Linked DNA regions of Gossypium hirsutum: regions 2, 3 and 4 are each linked to region 1. Evidence: chromatin contacts called from public Hi-C data. All regions are on one chromosome and are shown on one strand. The core of a region is the stretch at or near the end of the contact, and the rest is flanking DNA. Distances in the headings are between cores, read along the strand shown. Region 1 has its middle 33 kb from the start of LOC121213158. Region 2 has its middle 27 kb from the start of LOC107911335. Region 3 holds the start of LOC107912925 (cationic amino acid transporter 8, vacuolar). Region 4 holds the start of LOC107912931 (probable glutathione S-transferase).

Region 1 (6,132 bases), core at 3,510-6,009:
TGTTTAACTTAAAATGTTCGGTAAGTTAAGTTTACTTATATGAGCTTACTAAGCATTAGCTGCTTACATAGTTGTTGTATTTTCTCTATTTTGTAGATCATCAGAAGCTTGATCGGTAGAATCATATAGGAGTACAATCACATTATCCATTTGCCATATTGGTCGTTTTTATTGTTTTGGATTTCAGTTATAAATGGCATGTATTAGGAGTTTTTTATGTTATTTATCAATGTGATGTTGTTTAAGTTTATTTGATTATATGCCTTGATGTTGGCTTATAATTGTCAATATGTAAGTATATGTTTTGGTCACTTGTGAATACCTTGAGATTTAGATGGCTTTTGGTTCATTAAAGTGTGAATGAAGTGGTTAAATGGTAAATGTGTGATGTAAGTTTAAAGTATGAATTTATAGCATTGGATTTGAAATGATTACGATGTTAAAATTGTGGTACCAATAAGGCTATATTGGATAGACATTTAGATTAAATGATATGAGTGTGTTTTGACATGTAATAAGGCTTGAGTGTTGATTTGATAATTTTGTTTGTTTTGAGTTTGTGTCAAGCTTATATGTGTCTTAATGTATTTAGTTGATAGATTGCAAATGAAAGTGTAAAGATATTGTGTGTGACATTTATGTATGGTTATATGAAAGTAGGTAAAATATGGTTGAATAGCATGCTTTGAAATGGCTATCTGATATATATGAATTATGCTTAATGAATGAACTTGAAATGTTGAATTGGGTCAAGTTGATATGTTGAATTGTGGTGTCAATTGTTGGCATATTCATTAGGCACCTAAGTTGGTTGGTTTTGGTATGTTTTAAGGTGTTTTGGTTATTTTAATGTTTGTGGAAATGGTGTGTCTTGGTGTACAATTTTTGAGGTTGAAATGGCTTGATTTAGAAGCAACTTATGTTGCACACGACCTAGTAAATGGGCTGTCACACGGCTGTGTGTCATTATTGTTTTAGGTGCAGGTTTTACACAGTTTGAGACACGGCTCGCGACATGGGCGTGTGTCACAAGTCAGTATGTAACACTGTTTGGCACATGGCCCACGACATGGTCATGTAGCCCTATTTCGATTACTTACACCAGCGGACACATGGGCTACGACACAACCATGTGTCCAAACTTCGAATGTCCATACAGTCTGGGCTAAGTCACATGACCGTGCGACCATTGTTTTTAATTTTTCCAAAATTTCTGTTTTATTTCAAATTGATCCCAAAATGTCATCAAATTGTTTTTAAGGTCCCGTTAAGGCCCGTAAGTGTATGTTTTCTATAATTAACTTGTGTTATTTAAAGTTATTAATTAAATCGCATAAAAATTTTATTGTAAGTTAAATGTTTCGAATTGTATTGTAAGGGTCTGTAACACAAGTTATTAGTTAAATGTTTCCAAACTGATTTCAAGGTTTCGTAGCCTCAATTTAAGACCTATTTTCGTATGTTAGCTATGAATTTTTGATAATTTAAATAATTATATGAATTTTTTTATGATGCTATGGGATTTGTAAAACTGTCATAATATCTTATAACCCTAATCTGACGATGGAGACAAGTTTGGGATGTTACAGTAGGGCCATGTAGACATAGATTAAAGTCCAATTTAGCATTGCTTCTCAGGAGCACTTTTGGGACAAAATGCATTTTTGAGATAAAAGCATTACTAAACAATATGCTTTTGTGCTTTTCAAAAATACTTTTAGAACAAAAAAATGCTTTGCAAAAACACTTTTTTTTTGTCAAAAGGAGAAATAGAAAATTTTAGCTTTTGCTAAAAAGTGCTTTTTGGCCTAAAAATATTTCTAAGTAATGCTGAATTGAGCCTAAGTCTCAACTACATTAGCAACTCTTTGTGCTTCGTTCTTTTATCATCTCTTCATTTACCTGATTGGTATATTATTAATATCTTGAGAATTCAATTAAAATGTTTTAAATTTTAAGGACCAATTTAGAATAGTAACGATAACTTATTGATTAAAAGTTAAAGAAATAAAGGACATTGTTAAGTAATTATTAGTTTCCACTTTAAAATCAAAGAATTAATTATTATACTAGTTTATGGCATACACATAGCATCGATGAAGATTATGTAAAAAACCAATAAAGTTTCTTGTTGAAATGGTAAAATTAAGAGTTTAGAGACTAATATGTGTTAGGCTCAAATTTTAAGATGCATGGAATTTTTTAGATTTATTTTAATTTTAAAATGTTTTATGTAGATATTATATAAAAATACATGCATCATTTTTTTAAAATGTTTAGATTAATCATATCATGTACTTATTAATAGTATAGAAATGGTGTACCTACTTGGAGAAGGTGTGGAGGGAAGATTAGGTCCGTACAATCCAGCAATTCCCACAAACTCTATCTCCCCTTATATAGCTTTGTTATTAATAATCCATTGAGATGGATTAAATACAAAAAGAATGAAATCAATACCTAACATTAATGACCATTTACATTTATACAATGAAATAAATAGTATAAGTTTTGTTATTTCACATCAACTTTCTAAATTAATGGACCTCATCTTTGATACATCAACTTTGCAGACTTACAAACTTTTGGGTTTCGAATAATCAACTCGTTTTGTTATATTAATTAATTAACTAACTAATTCGTTAATGCCTTTGTGTACGTTAATTGGATTAGAAGATAAAGATGGTACAAGTTTTAATAACTTGAAACCTACGTAATCAATGACCACATCTCATGTCTTTACATTTTTCTTCATTTTAGACGCAATCACCCAATCTATCCTTCCTATTCCCACTTTCAATTTTGTTTTATACCTAATCATGTAGGATAATGTATTCAAACTCTATAATCATAATCTATTTTTAAGTGCTTACAACTTTATATTCTTACTATACTATTCTTTTATTCTCTATAAATTGGATGCCTCCTTGGTCTCCTACAACCCAAATTGAAATCTATGATAATTTCAAATTACATTTATCTCTTTTCTTACCAACATAAATTACTTGGTTTTTTATAAATTAAAATATCTTTCAACCCAGGACCTCATATGATGACTTGATGATTAAGAGTCTTCACTGCCTCAAATTTGATCTAGTTTTGAGTTATGCTAGTCACGTTTATTGTTCGGGTTTTGCCTTGTTTTTGTAATTTACCAAAAAAAAATCTTCCAACTCACTATTTTTTATTTTTAGGAATTTAATTTTATTTATTTATCGGAGTTAAAATGTAAGTTCAATCATTTAATAGAAAAATTTTAATAATATTAATAATTAAATTTAAAATATATAAAAAAATGTAGGACACTAATTTCGCACTTTTTTTTTAATTCTCACCCGAAGAGTTTAATCATAATTCAAAATCAAATCAGAAAAGTACAGCCATCAAAGTTGTTTTCAATGTGTTTTTAAGTTAGTAGATCCCTCGCTATGCATCGGTAAATTAATAAATTTATTATAATAAATTATACAAATACATGCAATAAATTAAGAAATGACCCTAAAATAATATGATATTTTAAATAAACCACGTATAATTTTTTTACATGAGATCGTTTTGGTCCCAACAAATTTTAAAATAAAAATAAAAATATATATCTAATTTGGTCATTACCATAATGCCCCTCTTGAAATATTTAAAGAGATTACTGATTTCACTAAATATAAAACCATTTCGATGTTGAATTAATTCGATACCATATAATGTGATAGCTTTTATAGTGGTTATAGTTTTGATTTAAAATAAAACAAGGAAATTATGGATAAAAGTATTAAGGAAGCCCCTGTATTTAGGAGTGGATCATATTTCAACCTATCTACTAAAAATATGGTAAATTAACCTTTCTATATTTCAAGACATGCAAATTAGTTCTTTCATTAATTTTTTTTTGTTAAATAGTGATGTGGAACATGCTAAAAATTATTTTTTATAGGTGAATTATAAAAATGGTCAGCCAATTATTTTTTCGTTCTATTTTAGTCACCCGATTATTAAATTTTTCGATTTAGTCACTAAATTTTTCTAAATTAAATATTTTAGTCATTTTGAGCGGATTTGGGCTTTTTTATTGGTCTAATAATAAAATTAGCCCTCTAATGTTTACACATTCTACTAATTTGATCCCAAACTATAAAAAAATTCAACTAATTTAACCCTAAACGTTTACAAAATTTGTCATTTTAATTCTAATTTTAAAAAAAGTAAATAAATTTGTTCATCAACATTTATGAAATCTGTCAATTTATTTCGAACTCTAAAATTTTTAAAAATATTTTTAAAAAAAATTATTTTTAACCCTTTATGACTCATCGACTAACTTATATGAGATATTAAAATAGGAAAAAGAATACCCTCTTTAAAATCACTTGTATCAATTTCTTTTACTATAATTTAGACATCATACTAAACCAAATTAATTAATTTAAAATTTAACTGAAATAACTAGCTGCATTACTATTTTAACAGATAATGTTTTCAATGTTTTTTTCTTTTGAATCTAATTTTATTATCACATAATTTTGTTTTATCTCAAATTATGTGATGATGTTTTGTTTGATAGGTTATATCGTGGAAGATGATTGGTCGTTATTATTTATTATTCGCTAACCCCAAACATCCAATCATGCATGCCGATTTGATTGTCACGTTTTGATGCAAACAAAATTAATAAAAAGACAACCTTAGTTAGAAGATGTTTGGATCAATCCAACGCGTGTGTGTCTCAACATTTATAAAAGTTGGCGTGAAGGGTACTATAGCCCCCATAATCTATTGCCACGTAAAGATTTTCCGACAAGATATTTCACCTGATGGGTGTCGGGCCCAATCATACATCTTACGGCAGATTTTGGACACGTGTAAATCGCCGTGTTTTTGGCTTGGTATAACCGAATATTTTACCTAGTCAAGTGAGGGTGACTCACAGTTACTAAAATTTGTGCTTTCTTTTTTGCATGCAAAGGTAGTTGATTATGACATTTAATAATACCGTTTTTATAAGGGAAAAAAGAAATCCTAGTTTGGTCTATTAGTTAGTGTCTTTAAAATAGTATATCTGTTTCACTTTCCAAAAAATAAAAAATCAAAAAGTTTATCTGCTTCTAGAATTGACTTTTTATATTATTTATATAAGTAGTATATATGCTTAACACGTTAAAAAACAATTAATAAGAAATATTAATTAGATGCCTTTTGAAGTGATATATATTAGAAGAAGATTACAATTGATGCATTATTTTTTTAAAGAAAAAAAATAGTGAAAGTAAATGCAAATAAGTTTATTGGTTTATTAATGAAAAGTTGGGGAGAAATTTTAGATTAATCATAATTTATCATTTTACTCGAACATAACTTATAAAATAGACACGAAGAATACTAAAAATTTAAAATGATAAATCAAGAAATTAAATCTTTTGGAATTATTTTATAGAGAAGCCATATTCTTTATCTCTAATTAAATTAGTACGAGATAAATAATACATAAAAGAGTTTAATTCTTATCTAACACAGAAGTTTTTTGATAAAAAAAAGTCACCCCTCAATCATTTTACATGTTCATAAGTTTAAGAAATTTAAAAATTTTATGCAAAAATCTCTCATACTTTTGCTCTCTCTATTGAAATTCTTAAATAGGAATTTATATTCTCAAAATTCTACATTGAAACAATTAGGCACAAGTCTCCATTTGAAGACGATAGGATCAAAGAGCCGCTTCAAGAGCAAAAAGGAGAAAAATTAATAGTTTATTTTTTACTGAAAAAGGAGACTAAAAATAATTAGATTGGAAAATAATAACTGGACTCTAAGTCTATGGTATTTTCCATGAACCAGTTATTATTTACATGTGATCAAGGAACAACATTTTTTTCTCTTTAAGCAGGTCCTTTGATCCTATCATCTTCAAGTGGAGACTTTAGTCTAATTATTTCAATGGAGAATTTTAAGAATTTCAAAGGAGAAGATAGAAGCGAGAGGATTAGAAGAGGGAAGAAAACGTTGCGAATTAGTCTAATTATTTATCTTTTTAAATAATTTAATTAAATTTAAATTGAGTTAAAGAGAAGATAGTATAGGATGTGTGTATATCAATATTTTCTTTATTGATCTCTTCTCACATTCTTCGACTACCGATTT
Region 2 (6,320 bases), core at 1,388-3,887, 150 kb before region 1:
AAACCACACCCATATCGGGTTTTACGAGTTAGAGAACTTGAACCATTAGTTCGATGATTCGAGCGGTCAAGAGTCATGGTTGGTTGAAGAAGAATTGTGGCTAGAATATGGTGATAGTTCGACGATGGATGGCGAAAATTCGTTGAAACCTTGTTCAAAACTTTAAGGTCTTAATCTCAGGATTTTGAATGCCTATTGAGAAATCTAAAATGAGATTTGAAAAAAGGCAAAGATAAGCCATTTAGTGAGACGGTTGGCTGAAGAAGGCCATGAAAGGTGGTGACTAGAGTTAAGAGAAAAAAAGAAAAGAGAAAAAAAGAAGAAAAAAGGGACAACAACAAACTGGATGGTAGCTCCACATTAGAGGAACAAAACAACCATAACTAGGGTATCTTTAGAGGTGTGCATGGGCCGAGTTGGGCCCAACTAAAAATTTAGGCCCGTTTACTAAGCTCGGGCCTGGCCCGACTCGAAAAATGGGCTTAAAATTTTGCCCAAGCCCAACCCGAATAAAAATGTTAAAACTCCAGCCCGACCCTTCCTACCCATATTAATTTTTATTTTTTTATATAATTTTAAAATATATATAAACCATAAAAAATACTAAAAACATCAAATAAATATTTCTCAACAAATTAAAAATAAATTTTAAAAAATATGTATACTTAAATAACACTAAAATAAATACAACTTAACAAGCAAATATTCTAAAATAATAACAAAATTAACAAATGTCTTTAAAATAATAAAAAATTAATAATAAAATAAGTTTTATACAATATCTAAATAATAACAACATAATAGTATCAACATAATAGTAAAATAGTAGCAAAATAAAGAGAAAATAATAAAAAAATAATATTAAAAAAGTTATCATGTAGTGAATTCAGGCCGGACAGAGCCGAGCCCTGGCCAAAAATGCTTTACCCGAAACCTAACTTATTTTTTAAATGGACCTTATTTTTTTGCCCAAGCCCATTTTTCGGGCCTATATTTTTGTCCAAATCCTCCCACATTTCGAGCGAGCCTCCAGCCCGACCAAGCCCATGCACACCTCTAGGTATCTTTATTTCTTCTCTTATTCTTCTCTTTATTTTTCTTTTCTTAAATTAGGATTATTTAAACAACAATTAGAATGCTAACGTAGTCAATTAAATAACATATCAACTTTCCATTTCGTCTGTAATAGAAAATAATTAAAAAAATTAATTTATTATTTTTTAAAAATTAAATGACTAAATTGAAATTACATTAAAGTTAAGAGTATAATTTACCCTCTTCTTTATAAGAGTAAGTGTATAGGACTGATTACTTTTTTATTTAAAAACTCCATACTGCAAATGACAAGTCCCAAACCATCTAAGCGATTGAAAGAGGAAAAATAGAAGAACTGTCAACAGGGCAGGCATAACATAAATGTCCCCATTTTATTTAAAATCATAAACAACGGCTGGGATTACACAATTCCGAAATGTTTCTTCATCTGGAGGATAAAATCATAGACTTTTTGTTGGTCAGGAAGGGACTTGAATACACTCTCCTTTTGCATGCACCTTTTAGCCCATGCTATTAGTTTGGGACACTCTGCTTCAATGCTGAAGTTCCCACACTTCTCATAAGCATAAAACCAGCGATAAAACGGAATGAATGCAACATCCACATATCCAAAACTTTCTCCTCCAAAGTAAGGCTTGTCCCCAAGCTCCTTTTCTATCAGCTTCAGGCTTTCTATGAATTCTTTCTTTGCTGTTGCTTGCTCTTCTCCCTTTGTCTTCCATACTCTGCTCCCCAGGTCATATATCTGCATTTCATTTAACATTATTTTAGGCACAATACTTTGCTCTCCTATTTATGTAAACAGTTCCAAAAGGGAAAAAAAAGAACGTACCTTCTTGTCAATATAATCAGCCCAGAATCTAGCAGTAGCTTTTTGGTAAGGGTCAGAAGGGAGCAAAGGAGCTTTGTCATGCCATACCTCATCGATGTACTGAACCTGAATGAGCGACTCACAAACAGGTTTACCGTTATGGATAAGGACAGGGATTTTCTTATGAACAGGGTTCATCTACAGCAGTAAAGCACTCTTGTTCCTCAAGTGTTCTTCCTTGTATTCGTACTTAATCCCTTTCTCAGCCAAAGCAATCCTGGATCTCATCCCAAACGAACTTGGCCAGAAATCCAGCAATACTACTTCCTCTGCCATTCTTTTGATCTAAAGATTCAAATACTAAAACTAAAATCTTGGGTTTGTTCTTTTCTCTCTCTGATTCTGAACTGAAGGCGTATAAGTATGTATAATTATAGGCAAAAAAAGGGTAAGAGTCGGTAGCTTTTTCTCTGTCTTTCCTGACATAATCACATAAATCAATGAATCTGGAGATAGAGAAAAGGAAATTCTCTTTTCTCCAAAACTCCCGATATTTTCATTTTTCTAAAAGTTTATTTCCGGCGATAAACCTGTATTTTATAGTTTTTTCGTTATAAGTAAAAAAGATAAACGTGTATTTCCGGATCTTCTCTCTCGAAAACTCCGGATATTTTCGTTTTGCTGATATCCAGTTACTATTTACATTCCATGGGCTTGGCTCATCCTTTTGAATAATGATTATTATTATTCCAGGGCCTTCTAATCTATAAAGAGAATAGTATCCCATTCCTTACATCAGTAGTGATTGTTTTAATATGAAGCAGGGGTTGCCCTTATGCAATTGCATGCGTCGTCATCTACTACTGGAGTTCATAGTTTTTGACCAAAAAAGAAAAATAGAGCTCATAGTCCCATTAGGCTTTTTTACCAAATAATATTATAATGACAATTTATTATTCAAATAATCATGAGACATCATGATATATGTTTTGAATGTGGAGATAGGGGTGTTCAATTGGTTAACTGATCGGTTAATTCACTTGAAATAATATTAATCGAATTAATTGACTTTTCAAAAGTTTAATCGTTAATTGAATTGAAATTTTTTCATAAAAATTAACCGAACCGAAATTCGGTTAATTCGGTCGGTTAATCGAATTACTAAAAATTATATATTTTTTTAATTTTTGGTTAAAATAAGTATAAAATTAACCGGATTAATCAAATTAACCGAATTATCTGAATTACCCAAATTACCCGAATTACTCAAATTAACCGAATTATTTGTATAAAATTATATGTTTTTTATTTTTATTTTTAGTCTTAGATTTTTATTTTTATTTATTAAATTATTTGTAATTTTTATGATTGGGTTGGGTAATTGGGTTGGGTTGGGTAGTTGGGTTAATATATATTAGATTGGGTATTTGGGTTTATGTTGGATTGAGTTTGAGTGAATAGTGGGCTATTTATATCGAAAAAATTCGGTTAACCGATCGATTTCGAACCGAATTAACCGTTAACAGAAAACTCAAAAAATTATTAACCGACCCCCGACTGAATTAATTCGGTTAACCGACCGATTAACCGAATTCGGTCAGTTAACTGAATTTTTTCGGTTTTACCCGAATTTTGCACACCCCTATGTGGAGATTAGGGTTTTTTTACCTAAATAATAATAATAATAATAATAATTGAAATAGTATGCCTATTAGATTATTTATCAAAACAGTATAGTTTTATTGGTGTCGTCTGTCAAATTGACGATACCGAATTAAAATGTAATGATCTAAAGTATTCAGACACCTGATATGCAATTTTTTCATTTTGAGTGGCTGCTGAAAGAAAAAGTGAAAGAGTGCCCTCACAGTGTGGCAGCAATAAATTTTAAATGTGGCTAATTGCCTTATAAGTCCTCTTTATTTTTTATTTTCTTTTTATTCTCTTTCAACTCACTATATTGTGTTTAAACAAGTCGTTAACTTATTTTTGTAGTTAAATAAACACTTAAATTATGATTTTTACTTATAAAATTCATTTATTTTAATATTAAAGTAATATATTTTACCCAAAGTAAAACTATTTAAAAAAATACAAATTAATGCACATTTTATGTTGAGGTGAATTTGATGAGAATAGATTATTAAATAAAAAAATAAAAATTTAAAATTTCTTAAGAATTCTTATATACATGATATTCTTAACTACTCTTTTGAAAATTTTTATTACTTTTTTAGATTTTATGTTCATGTTAAAGTGTATATAATTTTTATTGCATCAACAAAAAATTAAGATAAGAGCTTGAAATTCAAAATATATTTACTTTAATATTAAAATAAAGGGCTTTTATGAGTAGAAATCATAAGTTAAGGGCTTATTTAACTACAAAAATATGTTAAGGGCTTATTTAAACACAACATAGTGAGTTGAAAGGGAATAAAAATATAATAAATAAAGAGGGCTTACAAGGCAATTAGCTACATTTAAGGTTTGGTGCCGCCATACTGTCAGGTGGCAGCCTTTCCCTTTATTTTAGTAGCCACTCAAAATGAAAAATTTACATATCAAGTCTCTGAATACTTTAGATAATTATATTTTAGTCCAGTGCCGCCAAAAAAACAGGGATTTGACTATTGGGAAATTGATTTTTTTTTCATATTTTAAATTTTTAAAAATTTTAGTTTTTTAAAAAAAATTATGAAAAATAATTTTTTTAAATTCAAAACAAAATTATTTTAAAAACATAAAAAATTTAACATTTAATGTTATTTAAATCGAATTAGACCAGCTGGACCAGAAATCTACTAGAGTGTCGAATCTAGCTAAAAAATCAATTGGCAATAGAATAGATTTCGAACTAGTTTGACCAGTTGGCTCCTAGACCAATTCAAAGTAAATAAATTATAAATAAAAATAAAAATCAGTTCAATTGAATTTTTTTAGCATGGTTCAATCTGTATCGGTTAACGGGGCAAATGATTTTTAAATTTCTTTTAACCCTCTACATTTATAGTTTTTTTTTTGATAATTTAGTCCATACCCTTTAAATGTACATAGAAATTTTTAAAAATCAAATTTTCCATATTTAAAAAAATTAAGATTTCTAATGTTTCAAAAAAAATGAAACCCTTTAAAATTGAAAAAAAAAACTATTTTTTAAAAATATAAAAAACTCAAAATTCAATATTATTTAAACCGAACCAAATCAAATCAATTAGACCAAAAATTAGATATGGTGTCGATCCAGTGAGAGGAAAAATTTGGTTGACCTATCGATTTTAGTTCAACTAATTCGATTTAGATAACACTAAATTTTAGAAATTTTCTATTTTAAAATATTTTTTATTTTTGAATTTTAAATAGTTTTTATTTTAAGAATTATAATTTTTAAAATTTTTATTTTTTTAAATATGAAAAAAGTTCTTGTTTTCAAAATGCCTAATTGGTTGTGCTGATTTAGGCCCTTCGGAAACTATTTTTTTTATTGCTCAAAACATATCATTTCGGTTGATAAAAGTTGTTTATATTATTTGGGTAATAAATTATTATTTTAACTTTATTTTGGTAAAAAATTCCCTGACATTATGTAATTTTTTGGTTTTGACTAAATTCTTGTTTGAATTTAATGTAATAATATTTTGGTATAATGTGTTTTTTCGTTTTATGGTTCAAATTTGATTTTATTTGAGTCAGGTATTCAAGTAACATCTTCTAATAATGATGACTCTAAAATTTGAAGAAAGTCTAAATATTTGGTTAAAAAGTCTATTGACAAACTCATTACAAGAAAGTTGGTGTTGTGTTTAAATCCATTTGTTCAAAAGGCATGTCTTTTAAGTTCCAGTACTTAAAGCTTAGTTTAGATGGATGTTATCTTTACTTCCAGTGAGGTTAAAAATAACAGTAGTAGTGAAATTAATTATGGTAGTGATGAGATTGAATATTATCGCAATGAGATTAGAAACAAATGTAGGGTGTGTGTTTAAATTCAAACATAGTTGTAACAGAGAGGTGAGAATAAAAAATTACTATTAAATATATTATATTATAATATATAATAAATATTTTTTTAATTATTTTGATTTTACGAAATTATTAAAAATATGTGAATTTATAAATTCATTTAATAAAATATTAAAATGCATCATAAATAAAATCTCATTCAAAAGAAGCCTAATCAGTAATACGAAGTTTGAGACCCACATGCACAGACACCATCAGCGTCCATGGTTGGACCACGACTAATGATTTGTACCCAGATGTTGCACCATCGACATCTGTCGGGACTCAGTATCTTATATCTAATCTTCATGAAGGATTAGTTTACCAATCGATGATTTTTGAAGACATTTATTCCTTCAACACACTTAATCTGTATCAATATGACAGAATACAACCTTTAGTATTTGGGTTTAGAATTAGGATTAGGTTGTTTCATTTATGGCTTCTTTTG
Region 3 (5,507 bases), core at 2,979-5,478, 180 kb after region 1:
ATCTAGTGGCTCCCCTCAGTATCTGGTGGATCAGATACAGAAAAAACCATGTTTACATAATCACGTTACGTGAAGGTTTAAGATAATTAATCACAAGAGTTCCTAAGAACATTATGCATGGACAAATTCTATGAATCTCAACTGCTGCTATAAATTTTAGAAAAAGAAATCTCATTAAATGCTATGGAATGCAATTAAACCAGGGATTCATGCTTCAGTTCTTTGTTCCTATGTAGAAGGGCATCCGTAGAGGGACCATTTTCTTGTCATCCTAAGTGAGTTTCAAGAGTCAAAAAAAGGAAGTTGTACTACAAAGAATGAATTTCACATGTACTAAATGAATGATTACATTGTACTAATTTTAACAGCATGGACTTGCTCAAGGAGAACAGAAACAATAATGAGAATTACCCGACACCTTGACCGGAACCAAGTACGTATAAATAAAATTATGCTCGACTGAAGCAGTGGATTAACTTGGATAGCTTCGCCTATCCCCAAACTCCCTGATGAAATAGAACAAAATATATGGCCAGCCTGAGGCTATATGTTATATTTTTCAAACCGCAAAAAATAATGCCAGGAAGATGACTGCATGTCTGCATCTCAAAAAGATCAGTTTCATATAAACAAATACACAACTGATTGGTGTAGAAACGTTAAAATCAAAGATAAGCTAGACCACTAAAGTCGAGGTTTAAACAAAGGAGGCTTCATATGTGGATTTATATTAAAGCTGAATGTTGAAAATTCAGAATTCACTGATTGTTCTTTCCAGAATGGGATCATTTCATTTTCTTGTATAGTTCATGACATGCAACTAATAGTCTTCCTCCACACTAGCTGGAGAACAAAATAAGAGATCCTTCTCCAAGAACCATTAATTCTTGCATGAATTTCAAGATGAGAACCAACTAGTACTGCAGAAGTAGCAAAACATGTCAATCAATATCCTGAGTAAGATCAATAAAAGTATCTTAATCATCTAAACCACCAGAAAATATGTTACACCACCAGACAGGGTTCCAGTTCTCATTAAAACTCCACAACACTGATAACATGTAGAGATCCAACAAATTTACTTCTAGACTGAGTCTCTACTGTCTACTGTTTGCTGAAAAAGAAAAGTATATATATACTAAATGCATTTCAGCTCTATATATCACCATTTACCAGAAGAAACTTTTAGAACACTCGCAATGCTTTGTGCTGGGTCAACTATGCTTTTAGGATCAAGTTCAGCAGCGCTAACTAGCCATAAAATCTGAAGCCTTTATCTATTTTCTCTTGCAATTTATATAGCGTTTTAAAAAAAAAAAATTAGCAAGGGGTCCATAAGTTCCATGGTAACAAAAAGAGAGATTATTCCAGGATCACTAAAATAGAAGCAAAGAACTTATAAGAATACTGCAGGATCAATTTATAAAGTCAAGATATGGCTAAAACATAATAACACCAAACAAGCCTTCGCAATAGCTGCTATTGAGACGGTGAAATCCCCAATTACCAAAATAGCAAAGGGTGCAGACCTGCTGGTGCTAGACCCCAAAATGTCAATATAAATACAAAAAAAAAAAAACAGTAAACAAGACTATGCCCTGGTAAAAAACCATTAAAATTCAAGTTAGAAACACTCCTAAGCAAATTACTTATGGAAGTCCAAGTAAATCTAAAACCCCAATGAGGTATCCAAGCAAGAAAACCAGCGAGGAAGCAAATGAAGTTGCAGTTATGAGGGATCTAATTTAGGGAGGCAGGACAATATAAACAACGTGGTTTTGCAGTCCATCATTTGCGAATCTTTCAAGAGGAATCTAGCTAGTAGAAGAGCAGTCATTTCCAATAGAGAAGACAGACCAGATAAAAATGATTCGAGCCAATTTTTCTAGATGAAGCTGAAAAGATGTCATTCGATTAATTCTCCTCTCTTTATGCATCATGGTTAGCACTAGAGCATAGTCATCACAGATTCAAAGCGCCAAGTCTAATGACATATTATTTAATAAAACACCATTCCGTGAAACATGGTCATAATGGGTTAACCTGCATGAGATTAGTATAGCTACAGCAGCACCTGTTGAAACTTTTGTCTGAATAGCTACATCCGATGGTCTTAATACTGTAGTGATCACAAGAAAACTAAACCTACAACAATGTATTAAGTCATGTAAGATCAGGTATTCATTGAGAGAGAGAGAGGGATCCATTGCAATTAATCTAGAAAGCATTATGATGGGAGAGTAACAGGTTCCCCAATTGAATGGGCAAGCAATAGAAATCCTAATTGGCAGAGTGCTTTTTAAATATATACTTGCAGTTTTGGAAACATTATGGATGGAGAATAGACAGAGTTGAGTAAAAGAAAACAAGAAAGCGTGAAAAAAGTGCTGAAATGAAAGCGGTATATTACACCAGAAATTTATATAAACTAGTAAAAAATCTGTCCCACTCACTACTGCATTAATTGTCCTTCAGGTTACAGCTTTATTTACCCTCTTCAGTTTTAGGCACTTAATTCATTTTGGTGAGCCACATCATAAGTGGCATGAAGACCTACAAGCAGGTAGTACACTATCATTACTGCACTGCAAATGATAAACCTCAAAATTGCTGTAAGACCCAAAGATCCTATGAGAAACAAGTTCATCACAATTGACAAAGATGGCAACCAAGGAACAAGTGGAACTCCCCAGACCTTTGGAACACGCTGCTTGGAAAGAAATGCCATTCCCAAAGTCCCGAAGAACCATAGCAATCCAGCCGTAGTGTACCCAAGCCATCCTCTCTCATTTGAATTCCAAAGTGCTGAAACTCCAATTGAGGAACCAATAGTAATGAATAAGCATATAAGAAATTTTACCAAATCATTCTTCGGAGTAACATCTTTCACATAATATCGTCTCACAAGCAATGCAACAGCTATTAGCATAAAAATGAAGAGTGTGCTGAAAGACAAAACACTTGACAAAACATCTAAACTAGAGAACAATGCAACAATAGCACTAATCAGAGTCACCAGCAGGGTAGCATATACAGGAGTTCCAGTTTTGGGATGAATCAAAGCGAAAAAAGGAGGAATCATATGAGCTCTAGCAATCTGAGTTGTGTATCGAGCTTGCCCAAGAGATCCAACCAACAAGCTTGTTGTCATTCCCTTAAGTGCACATATGCTAACCAAATACTTGGCCCAATTCATCCCAATTTGTTCAAAAACAACAGAATATGCAGCATTTACATCAATCTCAGTATACTTCACCATCATGGTCAATGCTAAAGCCATCAAGCAATAAACCACCGTAATTCCAGACATGGAACCAACCAACCCAATTGGTATATCCCTAGAGGGTTTCTTAGTCTCCTCAGCCATATTTGCCACCATATCAAAACCTGTATAAGACCAATAAACCACAGCAGCGGCCCTGAAAACCCCTTCTACCCCATAAGGAAAAAACGGTTCCAGATTCGAAGTTTTTGCATGAATAAACCCGAAAACTATAACAAAGACAATCACCGCACCACTAACCAAAGAAGCAATCCAATTCAACCAAGACGTCCTCTTAGTTCCGCTCATTGCTATCCCATTAGCAACCAAAAGTACCACAACAGCAAGTGGATCTAAAAGGTTAAATCCTACAGGCAAAGAATCAACCTTAATTCTCAAAAAGTCTGAATCATTCTTAATCATACTAGCAAAATAAGAAGACCATGATCTTCCTAATCCTGCAGCTCCGACTAAAGCTTCTAAAAGAATATTACCAGCAGCTATAAATGCAACGAAATCACCTAGTTCAACACGAAGATACGAAAACGAACCACCAGCTACAGGAATCTCGGCTGCAAATTCAGTGTAACAAAAAACAGATAGCAATGCTGAAAGCCCAGATATAGCATAGGACAAAACAATAGCTGGACCTGCATTATTGTGAGCTTCTTGACCTGTTATGACAAATATGCCAGAACCAACAACAGAGCCAAAGCCGAGCCAAATGAGGTCCCACCAGGTTAGACATTTTTGCATGGGGTTTTCACTTACTTTTTGAAGGGTTACAAGCTCGTCGGTGGAGGAGGAACGTGCTAAGAGACGGTCACTGAGACGAGGACAGGTTTGGGAAAGTGCTGTTTTGTAAGATGACAAGGTTTGAAACGAGGTTTCTGGGAAGAAGTCCGTTTTGCTCCATCTCCAGTAGCTTCTTTTAGTTGTTGAAGAAATTGGTTTTTCCTTAGCCATGGAGATTCAAATACCCAAAAAAGAATCGACAGAAATAAATGATAACAGATTGAACTGGAGGTACGGACAAGAGGTGATCTGAGAACCGGAAAGAATACGGATGTGATAATATGGGAAGTGCTGAATTTGTGATATATGATAACAAGAGATTCACTATAATCAGGAATCGGATTAACGATTACTACACAAAGATTTCGTTCGCACATGTCGTAAAGGAAATCAGGTATACGCTACTGTACACGTATCTATCATAATTGGGCAGATAATATGTCATTTTCAAGTGGGAACACAGTAATTTTTTTTTATCATTTTGAGACTAGATTGAGAGTTCAGAATAAATTTGCGAAGTAACCTAAGGTTGCTGTTTCTTGATATCAAGATATATGTAAACCCATCTCACTAACATGTTGACATGCTTTACTAAGGATAGTGTTCATAAGCTGACAGTGCATGAAATTACAACCCAAACACCCAATTATTTACCATCACGAAGCTTGGCAAAATCAAGTTGTAAAAGCCCTCACAAAGAGGCAATTGCATTGAATCTCCTTAAACATATTCCAACTAGCTCCTAACATTTTCCTTTAGAAAAAAAAAACACAAACAACGATATGAAGCGGCAAATGTTGTATTTATAGCAAGAGCAAAAACCCTTGGACCATCCATCCTTCCTGTTAGTTCTGCTGTTTGCCCTTCACAAGGAAATGATAGGTATAGAGTGGAGAGGTTCAGTTTCAAGGTATAATCTCCAAACAAGCTATGCTTCTTCCACAGTTACTCCGGGAAAGGGTTGATCCCAATCAGTTGATCACAATCAATTCTCAGTCAGGCCTCTCACAAGCACCATATCAACACTTTAATATTACAATTTGCAATTATGATGCTAGAAGTAGCTTTTGAGAGAAATGAGATGGAGAGTTTGGGAAATCATAAGTATACGAGTAGGCATCATTTCAGCCTTATACGATCCTCTCATAGAAAAGTAGGCTTGCTTCTGCAGCTAAAACATCCTTCTCTGAGACACTACATACTTGAGAATCTGAAATGCAGAACCACTTGGTTGTAGCGGGCTCGGAGTATTCATCAGAATCTTCCTCATCAGATTTAGTTCTCATACTTCTGTAAACAGTGTAATGCCCACCTCCAGGTCTCCCAAAGTGCTCCACAACTGAAGCAAGTCGGTATGATTTAGTTTCTGAAGGAGGTAACTTGCTGGTCAAGCTTATCTGCATAAAAATACACATCCAATATAGACAGCCGTCAGCCCTCACTCAATCAT
Region 4 (6,245 bases), core at 2,323-4,822, 200 kb before region 1:
GAGAAAGATAGACGCTGAAAATCGAAAGGTAAAGATCAAAGATTCTTGTAGTGGCTCTTGTAGGACATGGATTAGAACCTCAAAAAGATGAGTTAATTTCTTGATTTCCATAAAATACAAAGAGTACATGCTGAAACTGTGTAAAAATTTATTGAATCCTGAGAGTTGACACAATTTCACTAGAGCCATTATAGAATCCAATTGGAGATGGATGAGTTGCTCAGAAAGTTCGAGTGAAATGTAAGAAGGGAACCAAACCAAACTGCCCTAGCAAAGCTACAATATAAGAAGAGATGTTTAGCGGTTTCTCTATCTTCTTTGTATAGTGGATGATAAGTGTTAAAAGTAACATGTTTTAGCCTCATTCTTAATGCGTTTTTGGATGATTATTTGATTTAAATGGTCAATTTTATGCTCCTAATCCTTTAAAGTGATGTTTCTATACTTATAAGAGCCTTTGGGAGCAAAAGGATCAAAAAAGAGCAAAAATCAGAAAATCGGAGCAAGTTTCAGGAGCCACATGGGCTGGACCATTCCACATGGATTGAACACATGACCATGTAAGCCACACGGGCTAGACACGTAAGCCACATGAGCTGCCTAAGGTCATGTGCCAGACCATGTCGATTTTGCAAATCGTGCTCCAAACATGTGGGAAAATGCGTTTTTAGGTTTTTTTAGACGTTCTAAGACCTATATACGTAAAAAAAAATAAGAAGATGAGAGTGAGCCGTCATAGAATGTTCAAGAAAACAACTCAAAAAATACAATTGAAGTAGATTCTAAAGTAGATTTCCATCAAAGATTGAAGATCTCCTTTTGATTTCTTTGAAGTTTATTATGAATTTGTTTGTTTCTTGCGGTTATATTGTCTTTGGGATTTGTTTATTTGCTAGCATGAACTAATTTTCCAAATACTTAGAGAGATGAACCCTAGGATGGATTTATGTTATTTGATTTATATTTTTACACAATAAATAATTGTGTTTAATTCTTGATTTAATATTTCTAAACTATTAATTCATATTTGATATGCTTAAATTAGAGGATAAATAGATCCTGTTTAATAGTAGATCTAGAGTAATTTAGTGAATTTTAATTAGAAAGAAATTTTAATTAATCAATTTAGAGTCAGTTGATCTTAATCATGAAGAGAGATATTAACATAATTTAGGGTTTTTTAGGAAAAAATTATTTCTATTAATTTAACCATTTTTTAATTTTAATATTTTTGTTTTTAATTTAATTTTTACATTCTAAAACAATGTTAACATATTTTAATAGACGGAAAAAGATAATTACTTAGGAGATGGGTGATAAACTTTTTTTTTTTAACAACCAAACACCTTTTAATGTTTAATTATTTCAAATTTGGGTCTTTCTTAAAAAAAAAATCTAAATTGATTAAATCAAGGTCAAACAAATTCAAATTCTTTTAATAGATTTTCTAAGTTGAGCTCAATTTGTTGCTTTAGCTACTTATTTGTCTATGTAAATCAAGAACCCATTGAAATCAATGCCTTGATACATAAAAATCCATTTCTTTTCAAACCAGGATTTGAAGCAAGATAATTGTAAGCTAAGTAAATATTCCGTCAAAACAATACAATTTGGGTTCAATGTTGGTGTAGGATAATACATCATTACAATTTCTGGATTGAGGTAGGAGGTTGAATATCTAAAACAAAGTAATGATTGGATATCCAACCAATGCTCTTAGGGTACTATGGTCATGCACTCAATGATTTCAACAGCCACCTTACCTAAATCCATTTAAAGGGTATTTAAACATAGTGGTATACATGATTCAACCAGCTAGAAAAAGAAAAAAAAAGAGCATACCAAAAGATTAAGAACATTCATAGGAACTAAAAGTACTTTATAAATTGAAAACTCGAAATTTCAAATGACAATCCCAACCAGGCAGGCAACAGCTAAATGCTCTTTTATTTAAAACCAGATATAATGGTAGTACATGCCTGAAGCTTGGATTCCCAGAATTGAATTACTCAATTCCAAAGAGTTTCTTCAACTGCAGAACAAATTCATAGACTTTTTCTTGGTCAGGAAGACTCTTGGCTACACTCTCCTTTTGCATGCACCTTTTAACCCAAGCAATCATCTTGGGACACTCTGCTTCAATGCTGAAGTCCCCACACTTCTCATAAGCATAAAACCAGGTATAAAATGGAACTAATGCAACATCCACATATCCAAGACTTTCTCCTCCAAAGTAAGTCTTGTCTCCAAGCTCTCCTTCCAACAGCTTCAGGCACTCAATAAATTCTTTCTTTGCATTTGCTTGTTCTTCTCCCTTTGTCTTCCATATTTTGCTCCCCAGGTCATATATCTGCACTTCACATTACAATATTGGAGAATTAGAGTTCTATTCAGTCAGTAATAATTTCCACATTTATTTTTAGTTTCATCTCTCCCTCAACATGAAAAACATATAATGACATGAATATGAATAATCATAGAACATCAAGAAAATGTTTTTGTTCTCCCTGCATAGCTAAAGAATTCAAACAGTAATCATGGTCATAAATTATCATCATTGATAATTAGATCTAGTTGTGGATAGTGAAAAAGTTGCAATAATTGCAACTAGAATAGGTTGAAAGTGAGTAAGCAAGCCAATATCATCTAGAATATTAAAATAATGGACTTAGTTGTGGATGAGCTGTAAGCATAACATTTGCAACCAATAAAATCAAGCTTTCTAAATTGGTTAAGTTCAACTTACACATTCAGAACAAATGAAAAATGGAAGTATCTCTATAGTTGTGTTAGTGTAACCCAATATCACTTATTGAAAAAATACTGTTCATCTCAATTTGAGTCCATTAGATTTCCTTCACTTATCCCAAATGTTTCAATCATAAGAGAAGGGTTGAGTTTAACCTATATAGTAGTGGTATAATAAAATCCTATAGATTAAGCAATTCCTGCCACTCTGTTGCCGTCCTATTTGCAGCCCAGAACCACCCCCCTCCCCAAAATGGAAACTAAATCAAAACATAATCTAAAATCAAGTCAGCCCATTGAACAATCATAGCAGAAACGTAGAGACTTAAACGAGTAAAAGAAAGCACCTTCTTGTCAACGAAATCAACCCAGAATCTGGCAACAGCTCTTTGATAAGGATCAGAAGGGATCAAAGGAGCTTTATCATGCCAGACCTCATCAATATACTGAACCTGAATGACAGACTCACAAACGGGTTTACCATTATGGATAAGAACAGGGATTTTCTTGTGAACAGGGTTCATCTGCAGCAACAAATCACTCTTGTTCCTCAAATCTTCTTCTCTGTACTCGTATGGTATCCCTTTCTCAGCCAAAGCAATCCTGGATCTCATCCCAAATGGACTTGGCCAGAAATCCAACAATACTAATTCCCCTGCCATTCTTGTAATCTAAACTATTCAAATACTCAAATCGATACTAAATTTATAATCTTGGGTTTCTTTTGGATTTTACTTGTTTTTCTCTGATTCTGAAGGGGGAGTCAGAGTATATTTATAGGAGGGTTGGTAGGTTTTTCTATGATATTTCTTTTATTCAATTTTTCTGTGACTTCAATGTTTTGAAGTAACTCATCTTTATTTATTTTAAAAATGAGAAATTAAAATAATTAATCATGAAATTCATATCTTTTTTAATTATACATAATTTTGATTAATATAACAATAAATATAATCTTTAATATTTACATATTTTATCATTTTGGCCTTAATTTTAAAAAGTTTAACATAATTTAGCCTCAGCATAAATAAATTTATTAAATTAAGACCAAATTGATAGAATATATAAACTTTGAAGGCTAAATGTATTATTATACTAATCAAAATAATGTACAATTAATAAAAAATTTAAAATTATAATTAATTATCTTTAATTGCTTATTTTTAAAATTAAAAAATATTAAATTACTCTAATTTTTTTTAAAGAAACCAATTTATTAAATTTCAAATTTGAAAAAATTTGAGAAGATTTTTTTGCCTAACTAACCTAAATAATGATCAAAATATGGTTTAGGTGAAAGAAAATTATTTAATACTATATTTATTGAAAAGGGAGTGGAATTTTTTTTAGTAAAATTTAATGTTTAAATTCATTGAATCACGAATTAAATCGAATTTTTAAATAAAAGGTAAAAAAATAAAAATATTTTTATAATAATACATTGTATTGTGTAATATATTTTAATAATTTTTTTATATAAATTGGAGTTTGGTTGACTGTATTATTAATTATATCATAAATTTAATACAAATTAAAAATTTTATCACACGACTTATATATGTGAAATTATTTATGACACTAGTTTAATCAATAACATTATTCATATATATATATATAATTTTAGAATTATAAATATATTTATAGAAGTTTCAAATGAAAACTAAAAAATAGGTTTAGTTTAAATGATAAATAAAAAAGTTTAATATGCATAGTGTCTTTTGGTTCAAATTTTACTACGAATAATTTTTTATTTATTTATAAAAAGATAAAAAATATTTTCATAGTTATATAATTTATTTTGTAAATAAAAATATTTTTGAGTAATTTCTTTTAACTCAGTTGATGAGTGAAATTAATTCAATAAAATAATTAATAAGTAGTATATATATATATTGGAAATCAATCAATAAAAGAAAAATAATATGTATCTCAAAAACTCTAAATTATGTGATTTCAGTCTAGGTTTATTTATAAGTTTTATTAGGGTGGGTTTGGTTAGATTAGGTTTATGTTAGTGACGAATTCAATGAGGTTAGTAAGGAATCCAGTTCTCAATGAAGTTTTTTTTATTTAGATTTTTAATATTTTAAATGAAATTTATAATATTTTAAATTAATAATTATAAAATTATATTTTAACTCTTTAAAAATAATAAAAATTTATTTTAATCTTTCAAAAATTATAAATATATAAAATATTAAAATAATAAATTTATATTTTTATTATTATAAAAGTTTCAAGATTTATTTCTAGCTCTTTGTTTACTTCCGGTAGTTACTTTATAGTAAACATATAATATGAATAATTACAGGTAGTACGTCCATTTCATGTTCTAACGTTGGATGCTTTATTTATTTATTTATTATTCGATATTGGACGCTTTATTGACAACAATCTTTAATAATTATTACAAGGATAATAATAATTCTAGGACCTTCCATAGAGCGAGTAGTATATGCCATTCCTTACGTCTGTAGCGTGCGTCTGGTGGTGATTGCTTGAAGCTAAAGTACGGCCTGCTCTTGTCTTTTTAGCCACAAATTACATTGTGAGTCACATCATTATAATTAAGTGTTTCTTATCCAACTATTAAAATTTATGAATTCGTTTAATTATTTATTTATTATATTTTTATAGTATACTTATTAATTCCTTAATCACATTTGAGAAGTTTAAAAACTCTATTAATAATATACTAAATATTTTTCCATATAATAATATAATGTGGTATAATATAATATAAACTATATGATATGATATAATAGTTGAATTAACAAAACATTTTCATTCAAAATAACATTTAGAACCGACTAAGTCTTAACTCGATTGGCATTAATATTATTGTTTATGCAGGAGGATATGTGTTTGAGCGTGCTGAAACGCATTTATCTTCCTATTATAGGGTGGGGAGAGACTATAAATAGTTCTATACATTTGTATTTATAAAAAAAAAGTAACATTTACATATATATATATATATATATATATAAGTTTTTATTGTTATTTGATAGTGTTAAAGATATGTGACCCAAATTCTTGTTTAATAAAAATACAAGTGACAAGATAGAGGATCTATAAGGGTAAGGTCGGACAAGTGAAATCCGTATAGAAGTACACTTCCTCTAATTACTGTTGATTAGAATAAGGTGTTTTAACTTTACTGCATTACTTCTATTTGGCTTTGATTAGAATATGATTTTACAAACTTATAAATAGACGTAGTCATCTCTCCTCTTGTATTATTCGAATTCGATATACATAGTGAATTTTCTTCTCCTCTGCTCGTGGTTTTTTTCCAAAAGAGTTTCCACATAAAATCGTTATGTTCTATTTTCCTCTCTTTTCTTACCATTATCGGCATTCTATTTTTACAAATAGATTTTGTTTTCTTATAAAAATTATTATTATCTTATATATCCAATTTTATTATTTTAATTTTGATTATTTTATTATTTGATATTTAATAATATTTTCTTTTCTTGTGAAGTTTTGAATAA

The links. Hi-C and Micro-C count contacts between places; a contact is called where the count stands out from the background.
Region 2: a Hi-C map of leaf shows a contact between it and region 1, with 2.2 times the contacts expected there. The contact joins two enhancer-like sites. A contact is called at or near these places in 6 of 34 Hi-C or Micro-C datasets (fibers, hypocotyl, leaf and 1 more).
Region 3: a Hi-C map of leaf shows a contact between it and region 1, with 2.7 times the contacts expected there. The contact joins the promoter of LOC107912925 here to the enhancer-like site in region 1. A contact is called at or near these places in 13 of 34 Hi-C or Micro-C datasets (anther, callus, fibers and 2 more).
Region 4: a Hi-C map of leaf shows a contact between it and region 1, with 3 times the contacts expected there. The contact joins the promoter of LOC107912931 here to the enhancer-like site in region 1. A contact is called at or near these places in 3 of 34 Hi-C or Micro-C datasets (leaf and petal).

What each region holds. Positions count from the first base shown.
Region 1 is chrA13:98,714,663-98,720,794 of Gossypium_hirsutum_v2.1, reverse strand. No RefSeq gene overlaps it. Among protein-coding and RNA genes, the nearest start is that of LOC121213158, 33 kb to the left of the region's middle. Within about 2 kb of position 4,759, at least 3 of the 9 cell types and tissues checked have an H3K27ac peak or open chromatin away from gene starts, as enhancers often do. A contact at or near this core is called in hypocotyl and leaf, where this site is marked.
Region 2 is chrA13:98,859,753-98,866,072 of Gossypium_hirsutum_v2.1, reverse strand. It overlaps the pseudogene LOC107911336. Among protein-coding and RNA genes, the nearest start is that of LOC107911335, 27 kb to the right of the region's middle. Within about 2 kb of position 2,637, at least 7 of the 9 cell types and tissues checked have an H3K27ac peak or open chromatin away from gene starts, as enhancers often do. A contact at or near this core is called in hypocotyl and leaf, where this site is marked.
Region 3 is chrA13:98,531,067-98,536,573 of Gossypium_hirsutum_v2.1, reverse strand. LOC107912925 (cationic amino acid transporter 8, vacuolar) reads right to left here and starts at 4,228. Exons shown (of 1, transcript XM_016841316.2): 1 at 2,275-4,228. The coding sequence starts at 4,228. The coding sequence ends at 2,504. LOC107912924 (ubiquitin carboxyl-terminal hydrolase 27) reads right to left here. Exons shown (of 11, transcript XM_016841315.2): 11 at 2,389-5,454. The coding sequence ends at 5,188.
Region 4 is chrA13:98,912,202-98,918,446 of Gossypium_hirsutum_v2.1, reverse strand. It overlaps LOC107912931 (probable glutathione S-transferase), which reads right to left and starts at 3,572. Exons shown (of 2, transcript XM_016841321.2): 1 at 3,096-3,572; 2 at 1,865-2,350. The coding sequence starts at 3,410. The coding sequence ends at 2,006.